Regions from separate parts of the Sus scrofa genome. Here all the other regions are linked to region 4. A link is a contact called in public Hi-C, HiChIP or PLAC-seq and promoter capture Hi-C data. All regions are on one chromosome and are shown on one strand. Each heading gives the region's core, a stretch centred on a gene start, on an enhancer-like site or on the middle of the called end of the contact. The rest is flanking DNA. Distances are from core to core; before and after follow the strand shown. Region 1 holds the start of TINF2 (TERF1-interacting nuclear factor 2). Region 2 holds the start of ABHD4 (protein ABHD4). Region 3 holds the start of DCAF11 (DDB1- and CUL4-associated factor 11). Region 4 holds the start of PABPN1 (poly(A) binding protein nuclear 1). Region 5 holds the start of EMC9 (ER membrane protein complex subunit 9).

Region 1 (5,062 bases), core at 1,505-4,004, 700 kb after region 4:
AGAAGGTGGGGATCAGGGTGTCAAACTTTGTCTTCTGATAGTTTTCCAGAGATTCCTGCAGAGAAGGGAGCAGGGACATCCTATCATCACTGAGACATGCCCTGAGCCCCTGTCCTCCAGACCATGTGGCTTTCTGCTTGGTTCTGCCACTAAGCGCCCCTGCCTCCCCCAGCTTTCCATTGCTTCCTACTCACCTTTCCTTCTCTCGGGCCATTTTCCTCCTCCTCCTCCTCCGAGTCCAAAACCAGGTCCCCTATGGTAATGTCAGAGCTGCACAGAGACGGAGGACACGCTGCAGGGAGGAAACCAGAGTCCAAGTACTCTTCTCGGTGAACATCGACCCTCGAGTCTCCAAGAGAAGGGGCTGTCTGACCCGGTCCTGACTCAGGATGACCTACCTGGCTTCCTGGCCCTCGGAGGTGATAATGACAGTCTCAGGGGGCCCATGGGGCAATCCAAGCAGTTCCTGAGGCGAGAGCAAACAAAGACAGGGTGAAGGGAAAGCAGGCAGGGAATGTGCCACTAGGAGGGAGAAACAACTGGTCTACTCACTCCTTTTGCTCTGAGGCAGACAGGTCAATTGGGTTCTCCTTCAGAGCCCTTCCCCCCAGGGTCTTGGATGGACTCCTAGACTTGCCAGCAGAGGCCGCTCTGGTGCCCACTGCACCTGCTGGATCTGCCATGTGTGTCCCATGTTCTTCCCTGTTTTCAGGCTTAGATATGACTTGTGTTGGTGAACCCAGATTCCTAAAGGGGAACAGCATAACTGTGGGGCGCTCCTTATGGCCTCCGCTAGTGGATGCCCACCGAGACTGGATTCTTCGCCGGCCTAGAGGGGCCAGATTGAAGTGGTGGCCAGCCAGAGGTTCTGGGTGCTTCCTTGAGATTGGTCCCTGTGGAAGGTGTGGGCCAGGCTGGGCTTTTGGCAGAGGGTTGTCGAGTGCTGGTCTTGGCTGCTGAGGAGGACTCTGCCCCATGGGCTCTGAGGTGGTCGCTGAGTCAGTAGCAGAGCACTCTGAAAAAGCAAGCAGAGCTGCTTAAAAAGGCAACCTACTGGAGTTCCCCTCCTGGCTCAGTGGTTAAGGAATCCGACTAGGAACCATGAGATTGCAGGTTCGATCCCTGGCCTCGCTCAATGGGATGAGCGTAGCCTTGACCTGTGCTGTAGGTTGCAGGTGCGGCTCGGATCCCGTGTTGCTGTGGCTCTGGCGTAGGCTGGTGGCTATATTTCTGATTAGACCCTAGCCTGGGAATCTCCATATGCCGCGGAAGCAGCCCTAGAAAAGGCAAAAAAGACAAAAAAAAAAAAAAAAAAGTCTCAGGCTAGACATTCCACCCCCAAATTCTTAGTTTTCAGAGATGGTCCTGGTACCTGGAGGTGGCCACCCCATGTCCACAACATACTGGCTCAGGACAAAAGAAGTGACAGAAGCTCCAGGCTGCATCCAATTCAGCACATCCTGAAGCTGTGGGCAAGGAGAAGAGAGGCATAAAGACCACAGTCCTTGACACAACCACCCACATTCTACCCTTAATGTGTTTTGTTCCCAGAAACCTGCTGTGCCTGCAGTGTAGGCAGTGCTTTTTCCAGCTGACACAAGTATTCAAAAAACAGCTTTTCCATGGCAGCCAGGAAAGTTTCCCCATACTCTTGCTCAAGTCCCTGCAGGAAGGAAAGAAGCAGGTCAGAAAAGGACTAAAGAAAAAGCTACACCATAGCTTCCAAAGCTGCCAGTCCCACCTGTAGGTTCGAAGCCAAATCAACAGAATCCTTTGCTAGTTGCTTCACCTGCTGGCAAAAGGTTTCCTGGGCCTCTGAGATTTTCCTCAGATCCTGCTTTGTCTGTTGGGAGTAAGGAAAGCAAACAAGTTAGGGACATCAGGACCAGTGACAGGAAGGAGGAGCAACTGTGCTGCCCTAAGTGTTAACTGGGGGTAGGGCTTCTTCCAGGGACGACTCACGGCTTTGGGGTCCCGCACCACAGGTCCAGACTCTGGGAAGTGGTGATTCAGGGCATTCAGAACCTGGGCCCAAGGCCGGCCCTGCAGGATCAGCTCCACCACCAGCTGTGAAGAATACTGAGCTCAGAATCCCCACGTCGGGGCAAGCTACCCTTTTCCAACCAGTCCCACTCCAGAGCGGTCGGTCCAGCAGAGGACCTCGTATCCCTCCCCTTTCCCCTCAACCAGGTCCTACTGACTCCAATACCTTGGCCTTTAGGCCCATACACAGGCGTTCATGGTGCCGGTAGCGAACCAAGCCAGGGGCAGCAGCGCGCAGGGATCGCAGAAACTCCAATACTCGCGGAAAATGCTCCACGCGCCGTCCGCGCACAACTTGCCAGCTGGCTGCGGCTGCGAAGCGCAGGGCTGCGGGACCAGCCTCCGGGGGCGCGGCCATGGCCGGCGGGCTCCACCCCAGGGGCCGTCCCTTTTGGTTCCTACCTCCAAGGCGAGGCTTCGCGACTCCTCCTAGGGGTGGGGCTTCCGGTGGCCCTCCGACTCCGCTATTTTGGTCTGCGCCGCATAGTTCGCGATCTGAGTCCACACCCTCCCGTGGGTCACTAGAATTCTAGGGTTTTTTTCCCCAACTCTGGATGCAGCCCGAATGGAGAAGCTGGCCAGCTACACTGGCACCAGGTTGCTGTGTCTTAGACGCCGCCGCAGTCTCTAACCGGACGGCTACCTCGCTTCGGCTCTGCCACCAGTTTCCCTACCCCGGAAAAGGGTGGCAGTGGAGAACCAATGGGCCTTCAGGCAGAGGAGACGTGACGTCGCGTCATAAGGCCACGCCCCCGCAGATCCGGCTGCGCCGCTGCCGGCTCCCGCCCACTGTGACCTGCTCTGCTGACGGCCGGTGGGTGGTGGCGAGTGCAGTTTTGGGTCCCGCCCCTGGCCTCGGTGTTTTTTTGCGGAGCATATAGAGAAGTCACGTCTTTCTTTGAGGTCTAGCTTTTTGGTCTTTGAAGGAGGTCTATGCCACTTCCTTTCTCCATTGTCTTCACCTCTCAAATACGATTCCTTAAATCCCGGCACCCAAACCAGCGCCTGCAAAGCCTTTCCCGGCGGCGCGCCGCTGCCATTAAGAATTCAACTGTTCTTCCTTTCACAGAACAGAAGAGGGCGCCCGCCTTTAAAAAATAAAATACAGGGAGTTCCTGGTGTGGTTCAGCGGGTTACGGACCTGACTAGTATGCTTGAGGATGCAGGTTCGATCCTTGACCCTGCTTAGTGGGTTGAGGGTCAGTTGCCTTGAGCTTTGCTGTAGGTTGCAGACGCGCCTCAGATCTAGCGTTGCTGTGGGTGTGGTGGAGGCCAGCAGCGGTAGCTCCCATTCGACCCCTAGCCTGAGAACTTCCATATGCCACGGGTGTGGCCCTAAAAAAGCAAAGGAAATCCAACCAAACAAACAAAAACAAACCCGAAAACAAAGTTTAAAAAGATACATCAGGAGTTCCCGTCGTGGCGCAGTGGTTAACGAATCCGACTAGGAACCATGAGGTTGTGGGTTCGGTCCCTGCCCTTGCTCAGTGGGTTGACGATCCGGCGTTGCCGTGAGCTGTGGTGTAGATCGCAGACGCGGCTCGGATCCCGCGTTGCTGTGGCTCTGGCGTAGGCCGGTGGCTACAGCTCCGATTCGACCCCTAGCCTGGGAACCTCCATATGCCCCGGGAGCGGCCCAAGAAATAGCAACAACAACAACAAAAAAAAAGACAAAAGACAAAAAAAAAAAAAAAGATACATCAGATTGTTACCCTGTTTTTCTCTAGATGGTGAGACTAGGTAATATTCTATGTTTTCTATGTTTGCTATCTTTTCTTTTTTAATCATGAAGTGCTAAAGTAAATAATAAAAATAGATTTTCTTTTTCAAATTGCTTCCGCGCACTTGCTACAGTCAGTCCCCTAATGTAAATGACTGTTTTACTTGTCTTTCTCCTTGTCACAGTTTCTGGTGCCTCTCATTTCCATTGCCAGGAACAGAACCTCTGCACACAATGTACATTTTCTGTTGATTGAATTAATTACCTTCTCTGACTGCCTTACAGGGGTTTAGTGAAATTACCCTTTCTTTGGGGCATCTCCTTTCCTAGATATAATGGCTCCCCACCGTCTCCACTTAAGATCAGTCTTCTGAGGTGCCCCACATATTCAGCTGCCCAGGGGGCATCTAGTTGGAGGTCCCGAAGTACCCAGATCAGACATGTATGAAATTCTAGTTATATTTCACTTTTGAGACATAATTTTGATATATACAGAAGTCTAGGTTGGTGGGCTTTTTTCCTTCAGCACTTTAAATTTACTGCACTCCACACAACTTATACAACTCAACAGCAAAAAAGCCAACAACCCAATGGAAAAATGGGCAAAAGACCGGAATAGATATTTCTCCAAGGAAGATATACAGATGGCCAACAAGCACTTGAAACAATGCTCAACATCACTGATTATTAGAGAAATGCAAATCAAAACTACCCTGAGATACCACCTCACTCCAGTCAGAATGGCCATCATTAGTAAGTCCACAAATAAATGCTGGAGGGGGTGTGGAGAAAAGAGAACCCTCCTGCACTGTTGGTGGGAATGTAAACTGGTACAACCACTATGGAGAACAGTATGGAGGTATCTTAGAAAACTATGCATAGAACTCCCGTATGACCCAGCAGTCCCACTCTTGGGCATATATCTGGACAAAACTTTCCTTAAAAAAGACACATACAGGAGTTCCCGTCGTGGCGCAGTGGTTAACGAATCCGACTAGGAACCATGAGGTTGCGGGTTCGATCCCTGCCCTTGTTCAGTGGGTTAACGATCCGGCGTTGCCGTGAGCTGTGGTGTAGGTTGCAGACGCGGCTCGGATCCCGCGTTGCTGTGGCTCTGGCGTAGGCTGGTGGCTACAGCTCCGATTCAACCCCTAGCCTGGGAACCTACATATGCCGCGGGAGCGGCCCAAGAAATAGCAACAACAAAAGACAAAAGACAAAAAAAAAAAAAAGACACATACACCCACATGTTCATTGCAGCACTATTCACAATAGCCAAGACATGGAAACAACCCAAAT
Region 2 (4,960 bases), core at 2,123-4,622, 680 kb before region 4:
GCAAAGATATGGAAAGATATTCCACACTCCTGGGATGGAAGAATTAATATCATTAAAATGCCCATAATACCCAAAGCAAGTTACAGATTCAATGCAATCACCATCAAATTAACCATGACATTTTTCACAGAACTAGAACAAATAATCCAAAAATTTATGTGGAACCAGAAAAGACCCAGAATTGCCAAAGCAATCCTGAGGGAAAAAAAAACAAGCATCCTGAGGGAAAAAAAAACAAGCAGGAGGCATAACTCTCCCAGACTCCAGACGATATTACAAAGCTACAGTAATCAAGACAGTGTGGTACTGGTACAAAAGCATACAGACCAATAAAACAGAACAGAGAGCCCAGAAATAAACCCCAAAATCTACAGTCAATTAATCTTTGACAAAGGAGACAAGAATATAAAATGGGAAAAAGACAGTCTCTTCAGCAAGTGATGCTGGCAAAACTGGACAGCTGCATGTAAATCAATGAAAAGAGAAAACACCCTCACACCATGCAAAAAAATAGTCTCGAAATGGTTTAAAGACCTAAACAAGACACCATAAAATTTCTAGAAGAGAACACAGGCAAAACATTCTCTGACATCAACACTACAAATATTTTCTTAGGTCAGTCTCCTAAAGCAATAGAAATAAAAATAAACCGGTGGGACCTAATCAAACTTACCAATTCTTGCACAGCAAAGGAAACCATTAAAAAAAAAAAAAATACAACCTAGGGAATGGGAGAAAATAGTTTCAAATGATGCAACCAATAAGGGCTTAAATCTCCAAAATATACAAACAACTCATACAACTCAACAGCAAAAAAACAAAGAATCCAACTGAAAAATGGGCAGAAGACCTGAACAGACATTTCTCCAAAGACATATGGATGACCAACAGCCAAAGAAAACATGCTCAACATCACTAATTATTAGAGAAATGCAAATCAAAGCTACAATGAAGTACCACCTCACACACGTCAAAATGGCTATTATGAACAAGCCTACAAATAACAAATGCTGGAGAGTGTGGAGAAAAGAGAACGCTCCTACACTGTTGGTAGGAATGTAAACTGGTACAACCACTACGAAAAACAAAATGGAGGTACCTCAGAAAACAAAATATAGAACTACCATATGATCAGCAATCCCACTCCTGGGCATCTATCCAGACAAAACTTTCATTGAAAAAGACACATGCAGAGTTCCCATTGTGGTGCAACAGAAATGAATCTGACTAGGAACCATGAGGTTTCGGGTTTGATCCCTGGCCTCGCTCAGTGGGGTAAGGATCTGGTATTGTCATGAGCTGTGGTGTAGGTCGAAGACGTGGCTCACATCTGATGTTGCTGTGACTGTGGCGTAGGCCTGCAGCTGTAGCTCCAATTTGATCCCTAGCCTGGGAACCTCCATGTGCCACAGGGGTGGCCCTAAAAACCAAAAAAAAAGAGAAAAAGATATATGCACCCTTATGTTCATTGCAGCACTAACTCACAACAGCTAAGACACGGAAACAACCTAAATGTCCATCAACATATGAATGGATTAAGAAGACGTTGGAGTTCCCATTATGGCACAGCAGAAATGAATCCCACTAGGAACCATGAGGTTGCGGGTTCAATCCCTGGCCTCACTCAGTGGGCTAAGGATCTCGCGTTGCCGTGAGCTGTGGTGTAGGTCACAGTTTCGGCTCAGATCCCACGTTGCTGTGGCTGTGATGTAAGCCGGAAGCTGTAGCCCCAATTGGACCCCTAGCCTGGGAATCTCCAAAGCTTTGAGGGTGGCCTTAAAAAAAAAAAAAAGACATGGTGTATATATACAGTGGAATACTACTCAGCCAAAAAAAAGAACAAATTAAATGTCATTCGCAGCAACATGCATGGAACCAAAGACTCTCATACTAAGTGAAGTAAGTCAGAAAGAGAAAACAAACAAAAAAAAATGGAGTGTCCATTATGGCTCACATTAACAAATCCAACTAGCATCCATGAGGACTCACCTTTGATCCCTGGCCTTGCTCAGTGGATTAAGGACCCAGTGTTGCCACAAGCTGTGGTGTAGGTCACAGACACAGCTTGGATCTAGCGTTGCTGTGGTGTAGGCCAGCAGCTGTAACTCCAATTCGACTCTCAGCCTAGGAAATTCCATATGCTGTGGGTGTGGCCCTAAAAAGCAAAAAAAAAAAAAAAAAAAAAAAAGGAAAGAAAGACAAATACCATATATCGCTTATATCTGGAATAATGGCACAAATGAATCTATCTACAGAAAAGAAACAAACCCATGGACATGGAGAACAGGGAGAAGGGGAGGGAGTGGGATGGGCTGGGAGTATGGGGTTAGTAGATGCAAACTATAGCACCTAACCCTAGAGTGGATAAGCAATGAGATTCTGCTGTATAGCATAGGGAACTATATCTAATCATCAGTGATGGAACACGATGGAGGATAACGTAAAAAAGAATATATATATATATATATACATATACACATACATATGTATAACTGGATCACTTTACTGTACAGCAGAAATTAATAAAACATTGTAAGTCAACTATAGTAAGTTTAAAAATAAAAAAAAAAAGTCTACCAACTTCAAAGTTGTGTTAAAGCTAGGTGGAAATTGGGAAGAAGTTTTCCCTGGACTATATATACAAAGTGAAGAGGATCACCAGGTTGCACAGCAGCATGAAAGTGGTTTCTATATTTAATTCCAGCTCCTTGGTGATTCTCCAGTAACAGGCACGCCACCTGTCTGACCCTCCATTTCCCCATTCACAAAGAGAGAGCAATGCAGGCTCCTCTCATAACTTGACAAGGCAGTGTTCTGATACAAAGAGACGAGCACTGTGGGAATAAAAGCAGCGCACCAAAGAAACACATTATTATGGAGATTATTACTGAATCATTACCCGCTAGAATGAAGCTCCCCACGCAAGAGATAAAGCCGGAGAGGAAAGAGTTGAAGGGGAAGGTCCCCACGAGGAGACAGTAACCGAATTGCAGCGCCCCGGTCAGCAGTATATACAAGAGATATGCATCCAACAATTTCAGACGCTGAGGAGTGGAGCTCAAGTACTCTTCTAAGAACCGGGAGATTACCGACAACACCGACGCCGACATGACTATAAACTTGGTACTTCGGCCGGCGTACCCCAAGCTCCTAGAGTACCAGACGACCACACCGGATGTAGTCTTAGCGCATGCGCAGCGGTACAGCCCAGCTCCGTCCTCCCCGATTTGCGCAGGCGTATAGACCGACCAAGGCGCGAAACAACCAATGCGCAGACGCAGAATACATCCTCAAAATGAGAACTACAGCCAGAGAAAGCTAGTGCGCCTGCGCAACGGATCTTTCCCTGTGCTGGAGACGTGTACTCTTTTTGTTCCATTTCCGCCGTCAGGTTGGTGACGCCCACAGTTGCTCTAGCAACAAGATAGTGCGGGAGGAAGACCGGGAGAGGCTTTACAGCCAATAGCGAAGCTACTCCGAGGTTTGGAGTCTCTTTGGTTCACTCACGTTCTCAAACATATACTATTTAGATCTGCTATAGGGCAATGTCTGGCGCTCTCCGGGTTCAGTACTTGTTCGGTCCTAATTCTGTTAAGGGCGCTAACTGCGATCCGTCCCAGATCATTGGAGCAAGTCAGGTTGCCCCAAAGTTGGAACCACCCGATCAGTGTCTGAGCGGGCACCAGTTTAGACGTGGTTATTGGGGGTGGGAGGTGTGGGGCGGAGTGGGGGAGCTCGACTTTACCCGGTCCTGAACTGGCTTTAGGATCTAGACTTGGGGACGCTTATTAATAAGAGCGATAGAATCAAACCTCAGGTATTCATTCAGCAGACATTTATTGGGCTCCTCCACATTTTTTGAATTGTAGTTAGTCAATTGTAGGTATTCTTCGGTGAATCTGATAGTCTTAAAAGAGCTGGGGGTGGGCGTGGGGTGAGAAAGTCGATTAAATTGCATAGAGTATACGATCAAGTTTAGCAGCGTGCTACTCCCAACCTAGCATCTTGAACCTGTTGTTGAACTATCCCAGAATGTCAGTGCTGAAAGGCCTGAAAGAGCATTGCCTGGTGCCTGGTTCAAACTCTACCCCTTCCGATTTATTTTGCAGAAGAAAATGAAGGTTTAAGGTTTTGTATTTTAACAAGTGGAATTAGTTACTTGTATTTAGTGTTTTAACCTTTTTGAAAAATAAGGTCCACCTTAGTTTCTGGCTTTTGCCGCGTTTTTTGTTTTGTTTTGTTTTTTTCCCATGCCAGAGGCTTGTGGAAATTACCCTGGCCAGGGATCAAACCAGGTCACAGCAGCAACCCAAGCCACTGCAGTGACAATGCCAGATCCTTAACCCACTGTGCCACAAGAGAACTCCTGCTGCCCTTTTATTTTAGGTGAATCTGATCTAACAGACCTAGCTCATCGCACTTTCAGCTGCAAGTAGCATATAACCAGGTACTTTTTCAACTTATTAGTAACTTTAAACTATCCTAGCCACTCAAGCAAAATTCCTAAAACAGCAAGTAAACCTTCCTTAGTTTTCATTTGTTGTTTGTGTTCACACTGGAACCAGGAGTTCCCGTGGTGGCTCAGTGGTTAACGAATCTGACTAGCATCCATGAGGATGTAGGTTCGATCCCTGGCCTTATTCAGTGGGTTAACGATCCGGCGTTGCCATGAGCTGTGGTGTAGGTTGCAGATGTGGCTCGGATCTGGCGTTGCTATGGCTGTGGTGTAGGCCAGCAGCTGTAGCTCCAATTCAACCCCTGGCCTAGGAATCTCCATATATCGTGAGTGTGGCCCTTAAAAAAAAAAAAAAAGTAAACTGGAACCAAATCGTGTGCTGGCTCTTAGTCATGAGCAAAACCTTGCTTAATTCTAGAAAAAAGAGATATAATCCATGTCCTCAGAAAGATTTACAATCCATCTGAAAAGATATATTCCTAGTCACACCCATTGAGATTTGTA
Region 3 (5,389 bases), core at 75-2,574, 580 kb after region 4:
TGTAGCAGTGCGTTTGGATCTTTTGTTTCCAGTGTCTTACTACGGTCAATAATTGCTCTGTGGGGAGTTCCCTGTCATGGCGCAGCGGAAACTAATCCAACTAGAATCCAGGAGGACGCCTGTTAGATCCCTGGCCTCACTCAGTGGGGTAAAGGATCCGGCGTTGCTGTGACTGTGGTGTAGGCCGGCAGCTGTAGCTCCAATTTAACCCCTGGCCTGGGAACCTTCATATGTCGGGGGGGGGGGGCGGCCCAAAGAGCAGAAGAAAAAAAAAAAAGAATTTCAAAGTGTGATAACAGAACATTAAACCAAGCGTGGGTTCTGTACAGGTCGCACACCCATGAAGCTGGCCCTGGTGACCAGAGATAATAAGCTAGCTCTGATCTAGCGATCTAGAAACCAAGGGGTATCACCAGAAGGATAACCACACCCTCGCCTACCCAGGGAGAGTGAGCCCCAGGAGAGCCCAAATTAAAGCCCGCCTCCCTCATCCCTCCTGCCCTCAGGAGGCTCTGGGCAGCACTTTTAATTAAGCGTCCCGGCTGGGGGCACTGAGAGGCAGCTTGGACCCCGGGCCTAGGCGCCCAGCACGGTCAATCGACCCACAACCCCCCAGCCTGGGCGAGGATCCCTAGGTACACAAGTCTCGTCCTTGAACTCTGCCGAGTTACTCATAAACCCGGAGGAAGGGGTAGGAGGGGGTAGGAGGCGCCGCGCGTGCACACCCTGGTCCTGCGCAGAGGCGCCCCAAGGACAGAGGGTCTAAGGAAAGTCTTCGAATCCTCCCAGGGTTAGGGTTAGGGTTAGAATCAGAGGCGAACTGACCATAATGAAAGGTCAGTGAGGACCCGCGGATGCACTAGGGAGCGTCTACAAAGACTGCGAAGCCAGGGGTCATCTAAAAAGTTGCCTGAGTGACTAACGGAAGGTCTAGAAAGGGCGGTCCCCAAGAGAACAAGGCTTCCGGAAGCTACGCCCGGAAGGGAGGGTGTGAAGGCCTAGGTGCATCTGTGACGCGAACGCATTCCCAAAAGAGCCGCGCACCGCTTAGGACCGGACCGGCTGAAGCTGCAGCCTGAGAAAAAAAGCAGTGCTAGAGAGCGAAGTGGGGGCGGGGGAGGGGGTCGTGCCTAGGGGAGGAAAGAGAGGCCCCTTAGAGATCCTCTGAAAAGTGCGAAGCTAAATGTTGTTAAGGGACTGACAGCAAATTATTTCCCTTGTTAAGACACCTCTGGGCAGCGAATCACAAACTTCTTTTGTAAGCCCCGCCCCTCGCCCATGAGGTCTAGTTCCGTTGTTTCTGATTCAAGAAGCAGCCAGTTCCGCACTTAACGCCTCCCAACCAGAAGCGACCGCTCCTCCTGGATCGCGCGCTTTCCCCTCCCCTAGCACTCATCACACACTTTCTCCCGCCCATCTGTCAATCACCGCTCTCAGCTGTCCAGTGAGCGGGCCAAGGGGGCGGGGCCGTCAGGGGCGTCGCGTGACGTTGCAGTCCGCCGGCGGCAGAGCCTGGAGATGCGTGACGAAGGAAGCGCGTGACGAAGGAGCTGTTGGCCGACGCCGGAGGGCAGTCGGTGTAAACAAGGCCTTGCGCCGCTGCGGGTCCTGAGACCTCTCCTGGCTGGTGGGTGGTCTCTCGCAGGCCTACCCCCCTTAGCTTACACATCCCTGGCACACCACGTGGGCGTGAGGCGAGGAAGGAGGGGGTTAAGTGGAGTTTTAACTTCATTGGTTGTCGCTGCCGCCGGCTTTTGGGAGGGAGTGTGCTGATTGGCCGGTAAGGGGGGCGTCGGGGGGTCCTAAGGCTTCTGATTGGTTAGATGGGATAAGCTAATGAGGCGCTTTCTTCTGCGAGGGTTTTTGATTGGTCGGCCTGAGAGGTTACCTGGGAATCCACCCCACCCTCAGGGACTTTGATAGGTGAGTTTGAGGTAGAAAACTGAGAAATTCCTCTTCAAAGGATTCTTACTGGTGAGCTAAGGTCACGCCCTAGACTTCACTCTGTTTTTTTTTGCTTCACAGGATTGGGAAAGGTTTGTGTTCCCGAAGCTTTGGGAGTTGTTACAGGCCAAGGAGAAGGGTTCTCAGTCCCTAAGAAGTGTAGCCTTCCTAGTTATAGCTACCGCCGTACCTCAGGAGACCCTGGTATTTCTAGAGCAGGGTTTGCTTTCATCAAACCCAAGGAGGTGACAGGAGGAGTCCCTGCACAGGACTTAAGGATGCTGTGACCAGAAGATGGGATCACGGAACAGCAGCAGTGCAGGAACTGGGTCCGGAGACCCCTCCGAGGGCTTGCCCCGAAGAGGGGCTGGCCTGCGTCGGAGTGAGGAAGAGGAAGAGGAGGATGAAGATGTGGATCTGGCCCAGGTACTGGCCTATCTCCTACGCAGGTAACTTACCCTCTGGTGTGTCCCCACCAGGCGCCACCACAGTCCCTTGATCCCAGCTCCAATCAGGGAAGTTACAGATAATAGGAAGTGGGATTATCCCAGGACTACCTTTCTGTTTGAGCAGAACATCCCTCCCTGCTGGACACTCAGGGCACTCAGCTTCATACCCAGTAAGAGTGGGTTTTGCCTAGGGAGGGTCAGCTAGATGACTTGCTCTTATGTTTGAGGGAACTGTTCAGGGGAGTCTTTTTAGTTATGACTACACAAATGTAGATTATTTTTCACGTAAATAAGAAATGGGGGGGGCGGTTGCCTGGTGGAAAAGGAATGATGTGAGGGTTGAAAAGTGCTGGGAAGGTGGGTATTGAACTTTAGTGAAGTTATTGACACATGATATGAGGCCATGTGGATTTACTGGAAAAACAAGTTTAAATTAACTCTAATCCTGTTTTTGAGGAAAGATTGCTTTGAGGGAAGTGACCACCAGGAATTGACTGGAAAGGGGTGCAACTGGCTTTGGTTCTTAGCTATGGCTTCTTGGGGAGAAAAAAACCTTGGGAGTCCCTTCAGAACACCATGTTCTATGCTGAACTCCTTGGGCAGAGGCTTGGAAGGAAATGCTCTCAATTTTTAGCTCTCTGAGGAGTCAGCTAACCCCGTGTGATGTCGGGGTTTTTCTACTCCTGCTATAAGATGGAGAACTTATTGCCTAGTGTGTCTTATAGGAGACTGAAAATAACAGCCAAGGTCTTGTCAGCCCCCACCCTCAAAATGGCTACAGAATGAGAGTTTGAGGACTAGGTAGTCTAAGAACTAACATCACCACTGACTCTGAATTTGGTTGATTTGGGGATGGGATACTCCCCTTTATCATGGGGGCTCTCTCCACAGAGGCCAAGTGAGGTTGGTGCAGGGAGGAGGTGCGGCAAATTTACAACTCATCCAGGCCCTCTCAGACTCAGAGGAAGAGCATGACAATGCCTGGGATGGTCGTCTCGGAGACCGATACAACCCACCTGGTAAGAGGAAAGACATAAATCAACTATACTTTAATTTAAAAAAATTAAAAAAGAGGAAGGGCAGACTGAAACTCCAACATCAGAAGACTTTCATCAGAGGAGTTTTCTTATGGCACAGTGAATTAAGGATCTGGCTTTGTCACTGCAACAGCTTGAGTAGCTGCTGTGGTGCAAGTTCGATCCCTTGCCTGGGAACTTCCACATGCCACAGGCACTGCCAAAAAAAAAAAAAAAAAAAAGACCCTCATCAGAAAACCTTTTATAAAAATTTTTATGGCCATTCCCATCGTGGCTCAGTGGTTAAAGAACCTGACTAGCATCCATGAGGATGCAGGTTCAGTCCCTGGCCTCACTCAATGGGTTAAGGATCTGGTGTTGCCGTGAGCTGTGGTGTAGGTTGCAGACGCAGCTCGGATCCCACGTTGCTGTGTCTGTGTCGTAGGCCATCAGCTACAGCTCCAATCAGACCCCTAGCCTGGGAACCTCCATATGCCGCAGGTGTGGCCCTAAAAAGACACACACACACACAAAAATTATGGCAAAAATTGAAAGAAAGATGTGATAATTCAGGGGATGAGGGAATCTTCACAGCCCCGGAATATTCAGCCATGTTGAGTGGGTTGAGCACAGCTCTGTAACTGTCCTCTGGGGCTGGAAGACCTAGAACAAAACTTCTCTTTGGTATTTGCAGTGGATGCCACCCCTGACACCCGGGACCTGGAATGCAGTGAGATCAAGACACAGGTGGAATTGGCCACAGGGCGGCTAGGACATAGACGGGCAGCCCGGGAGCACAGCTTTCCTCAAATGCTGCTCCAGGTAGGCCTCTGCACTTCTAGCCCGCCTGACAGCAGCCCTATCAATGTAGCCAGAAGCTACAAGGGCTGGAACTGGAACACTCTTAGCCAACCTGCATTGGGCTTTGGTGGGATGAACTACTGGGTATGGGTATTTTGTCTGTAGCAAGAACAGTATCTTTGGAGGAGGGGGCTTGGTGTGCCTGAAGTGGCCCTCTGTTTCTGCTAGCAATATTCCCCAATCCCTTCCTTTAGAGAGAACGGGGCCTCTGCCACCGGGGAAGCTTCTCCCTTGGAGAACAGTCTCGAGTGATGTCTCAGTGAGTATGGGGCTTGGTGAAGAGATCCCAAGGGCCAGATAGGTCTTATCTCCTAAACTTTGAAGAGACCAATGTTAAAGGATCCTTAGGGATATTCAGGTAAGGTTACATGGGGTTGAGGCTTTGAGAATAAACAAAATGGCAAAGTATAGCAATTGAGGGGATGATAGATGAATGAAAGAAAGAGACTGTGGAGTTCCCACCATGGCACAAAGGGATCATTGGCGTCTTGGGGGCGCTGGGGCACAGGATTGATCGCCAGCCATCCGGGCACAGTGGGTTAAGGATCCAGCATTGCCGCAGCTTCAGCTTAGGTTGCAGCTACATCTTGGATCTGATCCCTGGCCCAGGAACTCCATATGCCATGGGGCAGCCAAAAAGCAAAAGAAAAGAAAGAGGCTTGTACCCAAGCTAAAAGGAAATATCCTCTGTACACACATCCAGCTCTGTTAGGATTCTACTAACCGGGACACTGCCTGTGCTGAGCTCCCCTTACACTCATTTCCTCTGTTCCCCAGCTTCTTGCCCAATGATCTGGGCTTCATTGATACCTACTCCCAGAAGGCTTTCTGTGGCATCTACAGCAAAGATGGTCAGATCTTCATGTCTGCCTGCCAAGGTATCAGACCCTAGTCCTACAAACTGCCCTAGAACAAGAGGTGGTCCCCCTGCCTAGGGCTAGAAAGCCCCAGGCCCCAGGGGCTCAGATCCTGGCTTAGGGATGCCTGGCCAGAACACATTGCCCATGATCAAGGGCAGATTCCACAGCTGCACTGAGTGAGAGAGGTCTGATCTAGGGAGGATTCTGGGAGAGTGTCCCCTAATTCTGCCTGATCCCCACTTACACAGACCAGGTAATC
Region 4 (4,915 bases), core at 832-3,331:
TGGGTCCCTGGCCTGGCACAATGGGTCCTCAGATCCTGGCCCAGGGTCCGGTGTTGCTGCAAACCGGGGCTCAGATCTGATACTTGGCCTAGGAACTCCATATGCCTCAGGGTGGCCAAAAAAGAAAAAAAAAAAGGTAATTAGGTACCAATAAACACCTAAGACTTGGTTTGCTTAAAATCAGTAGAGAAGATTTTTCTTCCAGCAAACTCACAATTGTTTAGAGCTTATCTTCGGTGTTCAACTAAGTTCTCCCAGACCACTGAAGCTGAGATGGCTGATGAAGTAATTTTCAGTGAAATTTTAAGCAACTGTGACTCTGCTCCAAGTTCCCCTATTCCTGAGGTAAGAATTTGTGTGATAAAATGAGGGTGTGGGGAAGAATGGGGTATACTGGGAAACTTTTGACTTTGGTTTGCTAATAGGAATCTCTTCTCATCCAAATCCCCCTACCCCAGCCATGCACATCCTGTCCAGGTTGTTTAACTATTTGGTTGAGCTCATGTGAATCTGGCTCTGAAACCGGTAGCTTGGTCTGGCTATAAATATCCCTCTTGCAAACTTAGCACCGCCGTTCCTTCCTTTTTAATAAATGAGTAGCATCACCCCTAAACTGTAGCAATCCTGCCTTCCAGGGCTAGGTCTCAGTGGTATCTCAAGAGTGCAGCAGTGCGGTGGAATTCCTCTAGGGTCTATAGGAGGGGCTGGGGGCTGGGAAAGCGTTGAAGATGAAGGGTGGCACCCAGATCCTCAGCCCATGCATCCTGTGGTCAACCATTGAAAACTATGTTCTAGGCATGTTGCCCCCATGGTGGAGGTGCAAATTTAGAGTCCAATCTCGTCTCCAAGCTCTTGCAAACTCTAGTTAGGAAAGGCAGCACAGAACACTCAAACGCACAGCGGAGGAAGGACCGCTTGTCAAGGGAGAAGACGGGAGGCTAGTGGAAGGCTTCCGCAGGGGAGGTGAAGACGGGGTTTGTAGCTGTCTGCTTGAAAAAGGACTGACTGCATGTAGAGGCACAGACCTGGGTGCAGATACACCCGCTGGAATGAAGATTGTGGAAATAACACCAAGTAGTCTGGTCCTGAGGTCTCTTAAGGCCTCAGCAAGGAATTTTAAGACTTTACCTGGCCAGCAAAGGGGAGCCAGTTCGGTCTGGTAGTGGTGTGGATTGAAATGGTGACACTGGAAGCTGACACATTAGGGAGTTGTAGCAAACATTCCAAGCAAGAGAAAAACAGGCTGAAACTGGGACATAAGCAGAATGCTTGGAAAGTATGCCTATGTAGGAAGACAGCACGGTTAGAACTTGTGACTGGTACTGGAGTGAGAATTCCTCCCTGCTTTCTGGTTTGGGGAGACCTAGTGCATAATGGTGCCAATAACCTGAGTGGGAAAGGTAAGCTCCTTCCTGGAGAGCGCCATTCGGAACCCTCCATTTCCAGCAACATCCCACCTACTGGGGCATTCCTGGTGCCCAGAAACAGGTTTCCAGAAACCGCCGCAGAGTTTCCGACCTCTGCCTTTCAAAAGTTCAACCTTGATACTGGCAACCAACAGTATCAAGATGGCGGCACCCTAAAGACTAGTCATGTGACCTAGGGTTTCCCTCGCTGGAAGCCGAGCAGTTCGTTTGGGGGCAAAGTTCACCTGTCACAAAACGGGGGTCAGCCCTTCGAATCTCGCGAGCCAGTCGGCGTTTGAGACTGGGCCACTCCGGCGAGGGGATCGCTAGATTGGTCCTTTCCACTCGCTCAGCCAGCGGCCAATCACGGAGCGCCATACTTTGCGGATCCGCCCGTAGGCGGGGGAGAAGCAAGAACGTCGTCACAGCGTGGCGGCATTGTTACCTAAGGGCTTGAGAGGAGGTGGTACGTGCGTTGATTGACAGACCGATTTCCCCTACCGGGATTTGAGAATTTGGGGCAATCCCCCGCCTTAGGGGTGGGGTCTTATTTGATTGCCAAGTAATATTCTCCAATGGACTCCTAGCTCGCCGTGATGGGCAGGCTGCTTGACTAATGAATCCTCGGCGTGGCCGGCGCAGCTCTCCAATCGTTGGGCGGCGGGCCCCAGTCTGAGCGGCGATGGCGGCGGCGGCGGCGGCGGCAGCAGCAGCGGGGGCTGCGGGCGGTCGGGGCTCCGGGCCGGGGCGGCGGCGCCATCTTGTGCCCGGGGCCGGTGGGGAGGCCGGGGAGGGGGCCCCGGGGGGCGCAGGGGACTACGGGAACGGCTTGGAGTCTGAGGAGCTGGAGCCTGAGGAGCTGCTGCTGGAGCCCGAGCCGGAGCCCGAGCCCGAAGAGGAGCCGCCCCGGCCCCGCGCCCCCCCAGGAGCTCCGGGCCCTGGGCCTGGCTCGGGAGCCCCCGGCAGCCAGGAGGAGGAGGAGGAGCCGGGACTGGTCGAGGGTGACCCGGGGGACGGCGCCATTGAGGACCCGGTGAGGGAAGGAGGGCGAGCGAGCAGGCCGGCGACCGGCCGGCCGGGTCACGGGAGGCCCAGAGCTCGGGCGAGCGGGAGGCGGGCGGGGGGTGGGGGTGGGCGGGGAATAACGTGGCTGGGGCCGGGCTGGGGACGCAGCATCGACCGCCAGAAGGGGCCCAGCCGGGTGGATTCGGACGTAATGGGTGTCTAGTGTTGTTCTAAAAAAGGTAGCTTGATTTTCTTTTTATCATGACCCTCGCGTGGGGCAAGGGAAATGGCAGAGCATGGCTGGGGCCGCGCGCCGATCGAGAGCAGGGCAAAGCCCCTGCGTTGGTTCCTCTTAAGCTCTTCTCCATACCCTCCCCACTCATTGTAGGAGCTGGAAGCGATCAAAGCTCGAGTCAGGGAGATGGAGGAAGAAGCTGAGAAGCTAAAGGAGCTACAGAACGAAGTAGAGAAGCAGATGAATATGAGTCCACCACCAGGCAATGGTGAGTAACTGGCGGTTACACGCGGATCCCAGGTTCTCGCATTGGAAGGGTTATGGGAGCACGGTTCATATGGGATTGGATGCTCCATACCTTGGAGCTGCTTGTCTGAGCAGTTATTGGGCAGGTGCCTCGGTCGTAGTCCGTTGTGTGTTTCTGACCTTTGTGAGACCGAGTCTGTTTTGGTGATGGTAGTCTTGTGCCTCCCTTTGTTCCTGTTACAAATGTGTTGCTCTTTGTTCTTAGTCTTTCTCTGCCCTTTGTGAAGGTTGCCAGCTGGCATTTGACCTTCAAGTCCAATAGTTCTCTCAGTTGGAGACCCTTTAGTTAGGAGTCTTAAGAGAACTGCTCAGCTTCAGGGGGCTTCCTCTCTAATCCAGAAACGTCCAATCTCAGCCCACTTAATTTTGTTCACTTTCCAGATCATTGCAACCAAAGCTATTCAATAGGGACTTGATTTGGGGTTGGGAGGGAATTCCTGTACTGTTGTGGTTTTTTTTAGTTTGTTTTTTTCTTTTAATGTATTGATCTCTTCTTTCGTTTGTCAAATATTTAATGAGCACCTACTGTATGCTAGACTGTTTTATTGTGTTCTAAGCAGTGGGAATAGGGGCTAGAATAGACCAAAATCTTTGTCTTTGCTAGTGGCGGTTGTGGTAATGGTGTGCATATATTGGCTAAGTAAAAAAAGGATTTTTTTCTGATTTTTTTTTTTTTTTTTTTTCCTTCCCTCATAGCTGGCCCAGTTATCATGTCCATTGAGGAGAAGATGGAGGCAGATGCCCGATCTATCTATGTTGGCAATGTATGTACTAGGACCTTGATTGAGGTTGGGGAAGCTCTTATTGTGGGGGGGATTATTTAATGGGAGTCTTGAATCATCTCCAGGATAGGTGGTGGTGGATTTAAGGAGTAGAGGGAGGGTTGGAATGAGGTGAAAGTTAATGGTGATTAGCAGAGGCCATGGGATTGGAAAGAAAAGAGTTCCTTAGAAAATAGAGTTAATTGCTTTGGTGTTTATAGGTGGCCTAGCCCAAAGGCTTGGCCAGTACTTGTTGAAATGGGAGTTTGCCCATTATCTGTGAGATGTACCCCCCCCACAGGTGGACTATGGTGCAACAGCAGAAGAGCTGGAAGCACACTTTCATGGCTGTGGTTCAGTCAACCGCGTTACTATACTCTGTGACAAATTTAGTGGCCATCCCAAAGGGTAAGTGAGGAAGTAAATTGACATTTTTTAACCATAATTTTATATTGAGCAGTAAGTTAAATGGATGTTAAAATAAGTGGTCTTTGTTTTTTAATGGTAATAGGTATTAGGATTTCACCTAATTGCCTTAAGAGATCCAACAGACAACTAAGATGGGGGCTGCATGTGGGTGGGATCTTGAACTGAATGGGGGGAGGCCAGCTTCTGCTTGGCTCCACCTTGTTCCACCATGTGGAAACCCAGGTTCTCTGTATCCTTTTAAAATAATCCAAGAATAGCTGCAAATTTTGATTAGACTCTTCTATTTGAAAGTTCAGAGGGCAGTTCCTTTGTGGCACAGCTGGTTAAAGAACTGCACAACTGGTGCAAGGTTTGATCCCTGGCTTGGGAATTTCCACATTCCCAAAGTTTCCATTTTTTTGGACAAATACGAATACATTGTACTCAAAGCCCGCCTGCAAGTTGAATTTGATCTCTGACTTCTGTTTGCAGTCTCAGATAAGCAGATTATAGTAGATAAAGTGACAATTATTGTTTTCAGGTTTGCATATATAGAGTTCTCAGACAAAGAGTCAGTGAGGACTTCCTTGGCCTTAGATGAGTCCCTATTTAGAGGAAGACAAATCAAGGTAAGCCTCATGCTCATTGCTGTTCTGATCTATGTAAACTCTTTAGGTTAATTCTAAGGCTTTCTGTTGTACATCGCTCACTCTCAGGTGATCCCAAAACGAACCAACAGACCAGGCATCAGCACAACAGACCGGGGTTTTCCACGAGCTCGATACCGTGCCCGG
Region 5 (4,876 bases), core at 1,324-3,823, 600 kb after region 4:
TTGAATCCTGGGCCTCCCCTCTGGCCCTGGCTCAGGTCTTTCCACTGGTGGAACCAACCCACTGGGTGATCTGGACGTTGAGCTGCTGGTTGGTCCAGTCCTCCCGGATGTCATCAAGATGGCAGTCAAAGTCCACAAGGTGCTGGTGGGCCCGGCCCTCTAGTAAGGCTCCCACCATCTGCCGTGACTCTTCCCAGTCCCTCCACATCACTCTGAAATAATAACCCCCATGGAGGTCAAACTCAGCAGGCATTGGGGCCAGACACTTGGCAGAGGTTGGGGTCTAGAGAAGGACCCTTGGGCAGAACCAATGACAGAGGAGGCCCAGGAGCTGTGGGCTTCTAAGAAGAGGTGGAGGGAGTGGGGCACTCACAAGTTCTTGTCCTTGGGGACCCAGCGGAGACCATGGTTCTCCAGGACGATAACTGGGGGCACATGAGGCTGGGGCACCAGTTTCTGATTATCCAACTGTGTGGACAAGGAAGGGCAGGTAAGGGTTTCAAGGATCCCTCTTCCTACTACTTTCTTTCCAACTCCCCACTCTGAAACCCAAGCCTCACCATAATGAGTACTGCGTCAGGAAAGAATTCTGCAATCCGCCCAGCGATTTTCAAGGCCAGGGGCCCAGGGCTGTGTAGAGGGAAGATCAGAGTCGTGAGGAGCCTACTGTGGATAGACCCCATCCGTCAGAGCTGGGCCTCCCAGGTCCCATAGATGTGGTTGCAGCAATGGCGTTTCCCTGTAGCTGGCCTGGGGGGTATCAGGCTTACTTGATGCTTCACGCTTAACTGCCCAAAGCTTGAGTGCTGTGGAAAATAGGTGCTCGGATACTGCTGGTGAGAGTGGAAATCTAAGATAGTCTTTTCTGGAGAGTAAGTTGGTATAACCAACCAAATTTATACTGTATACTATATATATGCTGACCCAGAAATTCTACTTATTAAAGAATTTACTGTAATAATAGGACAGTGTCTATAATAACGAAAAACTGGAAACAACCTCAATGTTTAATGTAAGGCATTAAATAAATTATGGTACATCGGAGTTCCCGTCGTGGCGCAGTGGTTAACGAATCCGACTAGGAGCCATGAGGCTGTGGGTTCGATTCCTGCCCTTGCTCAGTGGGTAAAAGGATCTGGCGTTGCCGTGAGCTGTGGTGTAGGTTGCAGATGCGGCTCGGATCTCGCGTTGCTGTTGTTCTGGTGTGTAGACTGGTGACTACAGCTCCAATTCGACCCCTAGCCTGGGAACCTCCATATGCCGAGGGAGCGGCTCAAGAAAAACACAAAAAGACAAAAAAAAAAAAAAAAAAAAGTTATGGTACATCCATACTGATGCTGTATAGCTGTTACGGTAAGGTAGATAATAGTGTAATGATGGAAAGGTGTCAGATATTTATTAAGGAGGAAAAAGCAAATTACAAAACAGTATCAGTTGATCCAGATACATGAGTACTATGTAAGTAGATAACTTTTTCTACATACAGCTGACTGGTGAACAACGAAGGGGTTAGGAGCAGAGACCCTCCTGCAGTTGAAAATCTGCAGGTAACTTTATAGTGGTCCCTCCATTACAGATTCTGCATGGGTATTCAACCAACTGTTTCACCTATTAAGGTCCGCAGGCAGCTCAAACCCATCTTGTTCAATGATCAACTGTATATATAAAAAAACTTTCTTTTTTAAAAAGTTGCTGCTTGGGTTTCCTTTGTGTTTTTTCAGCACTTGTGGGGGGGGTGCATCTCAGTTAAAGCAGGTGTCAGCCTGTTCTTACTGAAACGTAGTTGTCCTCCCCACCCCCAGGGAAACATGTTTCCTTACATTTCCTCACTGCAGTACCAGCCTAGTGCCTGATGTACAGTGCCTACTCCTAAGCTTTTGATGAAGGAAAAATGGAGAGAATGACTAAGAAGGGTTCTCTTGACTCCCCCACCCCATAACCCTTAGCCTTCTGCCTCTGGCACTCACCTCTGGTCGTCCAAAGCTGCATTGGCATGGTAGTACCCTGCCACTACCAGCCCGGCCTGCGCGCCCCACACATCCACCTGCCATGGGAAAGGGACCATCAGTAACTAAATCGTACCGCCCGCCCCGTGGGTGCGCACTATTGCCAAGAGGCCAGGGATGGGCTTAGGGCTGTTAGGGGCTGGTTAGGGTGGTAGGTGGGCGTCCAGCGGCGGCACCTGGTTGAGGGCGACCTCCAGCATGACAGACAAGGCCAGGTGGCTGTGGAACAGGGGGACACAGTCGGTGAGGCACAGGCATTCTCCCGACCGCGGCGCGGGCGCCAGCAATAGCCCGTTGACAGCGGCATGCGGGTAGCGGGCGGCGTGCAGACACATCTTCACGTAGGCCCGGGCGGAGATCTCCACCTCCCCCATGGCGAGCGGGGCCCCCAGCTCTCGTCCGCGAAGCCCCCTCCAACGCCCGAGGGCCCTCTTGGGCCCTTCCCCGTGCCTCCTCACTTAGGTTCGACAGTGGCGCTGACCCAGCTCAAAGACAGCCCACCGGCTCCCGCCGATCTCAGCCTGGCGACCGGCCCCCACCTGGCCCGGAAGGCGGGCGGCCTGGATTGCATGCTGCAGCACCGAGCTCCGCCTCCCCCCGCCCCCAAGTGGCGGCCACAGAGAAGAGCTTGCCTCGGGGACACGGAACCTGCGCCTCCAAGCCTGACCAGCTTCTGGAGTCCCGCCCACGTAATGATCTTTGATAGGTTTAGAGTGTCTCGTTTTGCCCAATCACCAACCGCATCCAATCTTGCCCCGCCTTTGTCTCCGGCGGCTGAAAAAGAACCCACAACGGTAGAGAGCTTCCCTCAAGCTGATTGGCTAGGCTACCCCACTTCGGCTCCGGATTGCAGGATGACTGCGTCTGTTATCTCTGCCGCCCGCCCCTACAGGCCCAGCTGGGTGGAGCCCGCGTCCCGCGTCGGGTGTCTTTGGAACCGTGGAACTTCGAACCAATGTGAGTACACAGGGGACGCCTGACTCCTACTATAGAATGAATGGGTTTGTGCTCTAGGGCGGCTCTGCCACTAACTAATGAGCCATGTTACTTTTGCAATCACAGGTTATCGGGCCGTTGGTTTCCTCAGTGTAATATCTACAGAAATAAAAACGGCTTTGACTGCAAGCGGGGGTAAAGGTCAAAAAGATTTTTATAGACCCATCCTTCCGATAATGTCCTGTGGTATAATTTCCTTAAGCCAAAATGTTTTGGGAGCGTTTTTTTCCCCTCCCAGCTCTTGAGAAGGAACCCAAGCATAATTTTCCCCGGGGAAGCCTCATTCTCTCTTCAGGCTTGCTCTGAGCTGATGGCAAGGGTGGTTTCTTTCTTCATTCCCTGATCTCAGCCGCAGAGCTTTCCCTCTATCTGTCCAAAGTCTGATTATTCCTATAAGGTTCTGCCCAAATGCCGCCTCTTTCAGGAAGAACTCATGAGACCTTCCACATGGAAAAAATCTTGTGAAATCCCCAAATACAGATTATCTTCATGGCTGTCAGGCCATGTAACTGTTATTTAGGATAACTTCTTAAGAACAGGATGGACCTCTTAACTCATCTCTGTCTTCCTGGCACCCCTCCCTTTCCCATCATCGCATTCACATTTAGTAGCTGGACAGAGGTGACACTTTGCTTTCTTTTTTTATTCGTCTTTTTGTTCTTTTAGGACCGCACCCACGGCACATGGAGGTTCCCAGGCTAGGGGTCCAATTGGCATTGTAGCCGTCGGCCTACACCAGAGCCACTGCAATGCGGGATCTGAGCCATGTCTGCAACCTACACCACAGCTCACAGGCAACCCCGGATCCTTAACCCACTGAGCGAGGCCAGCGATTGAACTCACAACCTCATGGTTCTTAGTTGGATTCGTTAACCACTGAGCCATGACGGGAACTCCCACTTTGCTTTCTGAATAAATGACACACACCAGAGGTGATCCACACAAAGTACAGGTCATTTATTTCCCTTACAACCCTGGGCTCAGTACATTGATGGCTTTTCTTCACCCTTTGGGTTGACAATTTTCTCCAGGTTGCTGCTGATAATATGGTAAAGCTCAGCCTGGAAGAAAGCCAGAGGGCAACAGTCAGGTTCCTGGCCTTTCCTTTGCCCCCTCATCCACCTCCCTTAGGGGCTTACTCCAGACTCACATAGAAGGCCCTCAGGTCCAGCACCATGGCCCTGAGCTCCCCATGGGCTGCCTCATCTCGTTCGTGCACCAGGGCCCGGTAATCCATCTGGGATGTGGGAGGCAAAGCTGAGTCAGCCCCATGGGAGGTTGGGACATTCATCTGGTTTCCTCATATAGGGAATAGGTAACTTGAGGAATGAGCCCCTTCTCAGCACCAGGAAATGGGATCCCACAAGATCCAGCAGAGAAAGGAGGTAAAGTTTTTGAAGCCCAAGTTTGGGGCAATGGTTTTGGCTTAATATTCTCCACATTGGGAAGGTCACAGACAAAACAAGGAGGACCATTGTGCCCTCTTCCTCATCCCACCCCCAGCCAGTCTCCAATAACAGGCTGGTGGACTATCCACTCACTACATGGGTCTCCTTGGAGGCCTTGGCCACAGCATCCCCACGTTCTGAGAAGTACCTGCCGAAAGCAAGGGGAGTAACCATAGGAGTGGGTGTTCAGAGAGAGATAGTCCCTCAGACCCTTCCCAAGGCCCCCCATTATCCCGATGGGCATGTCCCGCTTTGGGAGTCCCCACAGAATGTCCTTGCAGACCCCTGTGCTGGCCCTCCAGCTGCCCTCACTTGGAAATGGTGGTCTGGAAGGCTTCTACTTTGGTCTTGACTGCATTTACCCTCTCCAGCACCTTTTCCTGTGGTGACAAAAGAGATGGGAGGCAAAGAAAACACTTCATCTTG

Evidence for each region. Promoter capture Hi-C pulls out the DNA fragments that hold promoters and counts their contacts. Hi-C and Micro-C count contacts between places; a contact is called where the count stands out from the background. HiChIP or PLAC-seq counts read pairs in DNA pulled down with a chosen protein or histone mark.
Region 1: a Hi-C map of liver shows a contact between it and region 4, with 5 times the contacts expected there. The contact joins the promoter of TINF2 here to the promoter of PABPN1 in region 4. A contact is called at or near these places in 2 of 47 Hi-C or Micro-C datasets (heart right ventricle and liver).
Region 2: an H3K27ac HiChIP or PLAC-seq map of alveolar macrophages shows a contact between it and region 4. The contact joins the promoter of ABHD4 here to the promoter of PABPN1 in region 4. A contact is called at or near these places in 1 of 47 Hi-C or Micro-C datasets (skeletal muscle) and 1 of 2 datasets of contacts at active chromatin or transcription factors (alveolar macrophages).
Region 3: a promoter capture Hi-C map of fetal liver shows a contact between it and region 4, with 2.6 times the contacts expected there. The contact joins the promoter of DCAF11 here to the promoter of PABPN1 in region 4. A contact is called at or near these places in 2 of 5 promoter capture datasets (fetal liver and liver), 1 of 47 Hi-C or Micro-C datasets (liver) and 2 of 2 datasets of contacts at active chromatin or transcription factors (alveolar macrophages and skeletal muscle).
Region 5: a Hi-C map of liver shows a contact between it and region 4, with 4 times the contacts expected there. The contact joins the promoter of EMC9 here to the promoter of PABPN1 in region 4. A contact is called at or near these places in 1 of 5 promoter capture datasets (liver), 1 of 47 Hi-C or Micro-C datasets (liver) and 1 of 2 datasets of contacts at active chromatin or transcription factors (alveolar macrophages).

The regions. Positions count from the first base shown.
Region 1 is chr7:75,054,483-75,059,544 of Sscrofa11.1, reverse strand. It overlaps TINF2 (TERF1-interacting nuclear factor 2), which reads right to left and starts at 2,754. Exons shown (of 8, transcript XR_002345917.1): 1 at 2,210-2,754; 2 at 1,963-2,067; 3 at 1,742-1,843; 4 at 553-1,663; 5 at 399-466; 6 at 195-292.
Region 2 is chr7:76,430,248-76,435,207 of Sscrofa11.1, reverse strand. ABHD4 (protein ABHD4) reads left to right here and starts at 3,372. Exons shown (of 7, transcript XM_021099270.1): 1 at 3,372-3,481. It overlaps DAD1 (defender against cell death 1), which reads right to left and starts at 3,168. Exons shown (of 3, transcript NM_213944.1): 1 at 2,900-3,168. The coding sequence starts at 3,110.
Region 3 is chr7:75,177,072-75,182,460 of Sscrofa11.1, reverse strand. It overlaps DCAF11 (DDB1- and CUL4-associated factor 11), which reads left to right and starts at 1,324. Exons shown (of 15, transcript XM_001928359.5): 1 at 1,324-1,923; 2 at 2,026-2,393; 3 at 3,285-3,412; 4 at 4,104-4,231; 5 at 4,465-4,529; 6 at 5,048-5,148; 7 at 5,379-5,389. The coding sequence starts at 2,239.
Region 4 is chr7:75,753,688-75,758,602 of Sscrofa11.1, reverse strand. It overlaps PABPN1 (poly(A) binding protein nuclear 1), which reads left to right and starts at 2,081. Exons shown (of 7, transcript NM_001243548.1): 1 at 2,081-2,439; 2 at 2,800-2,914; 3 at 3,649-3,716; 4 at 4,015-4,121; 5 at 4,663-4,750; 6 at 4,838-4,915. The coding sequence starts at 2,089.
Region 5 is chr7:75,156,931-75,161,806 of Sscrofa11.1, reverse strand. EMC9 (ER membrane protein complex subunit 9) reads right to left here and starts at 2,573. Exons shown (of 5, transcript XR_002345919.1): 1 at 2,465-2,573; 2 at 1,968-2,044; 3 at 561-630; 4 at 374-468; 5 at 1-212. It overlaps PSME2 (proteasome activator subunit 2), which reads right to left. Exons shown (of 11, transcript NM_214279.1): 8 at 4,763-4,830; 9 at 4,544-4,598; 10 at 4,153-4,239; 11 at 3,941-4,063. The coding sequence ends at 3,983.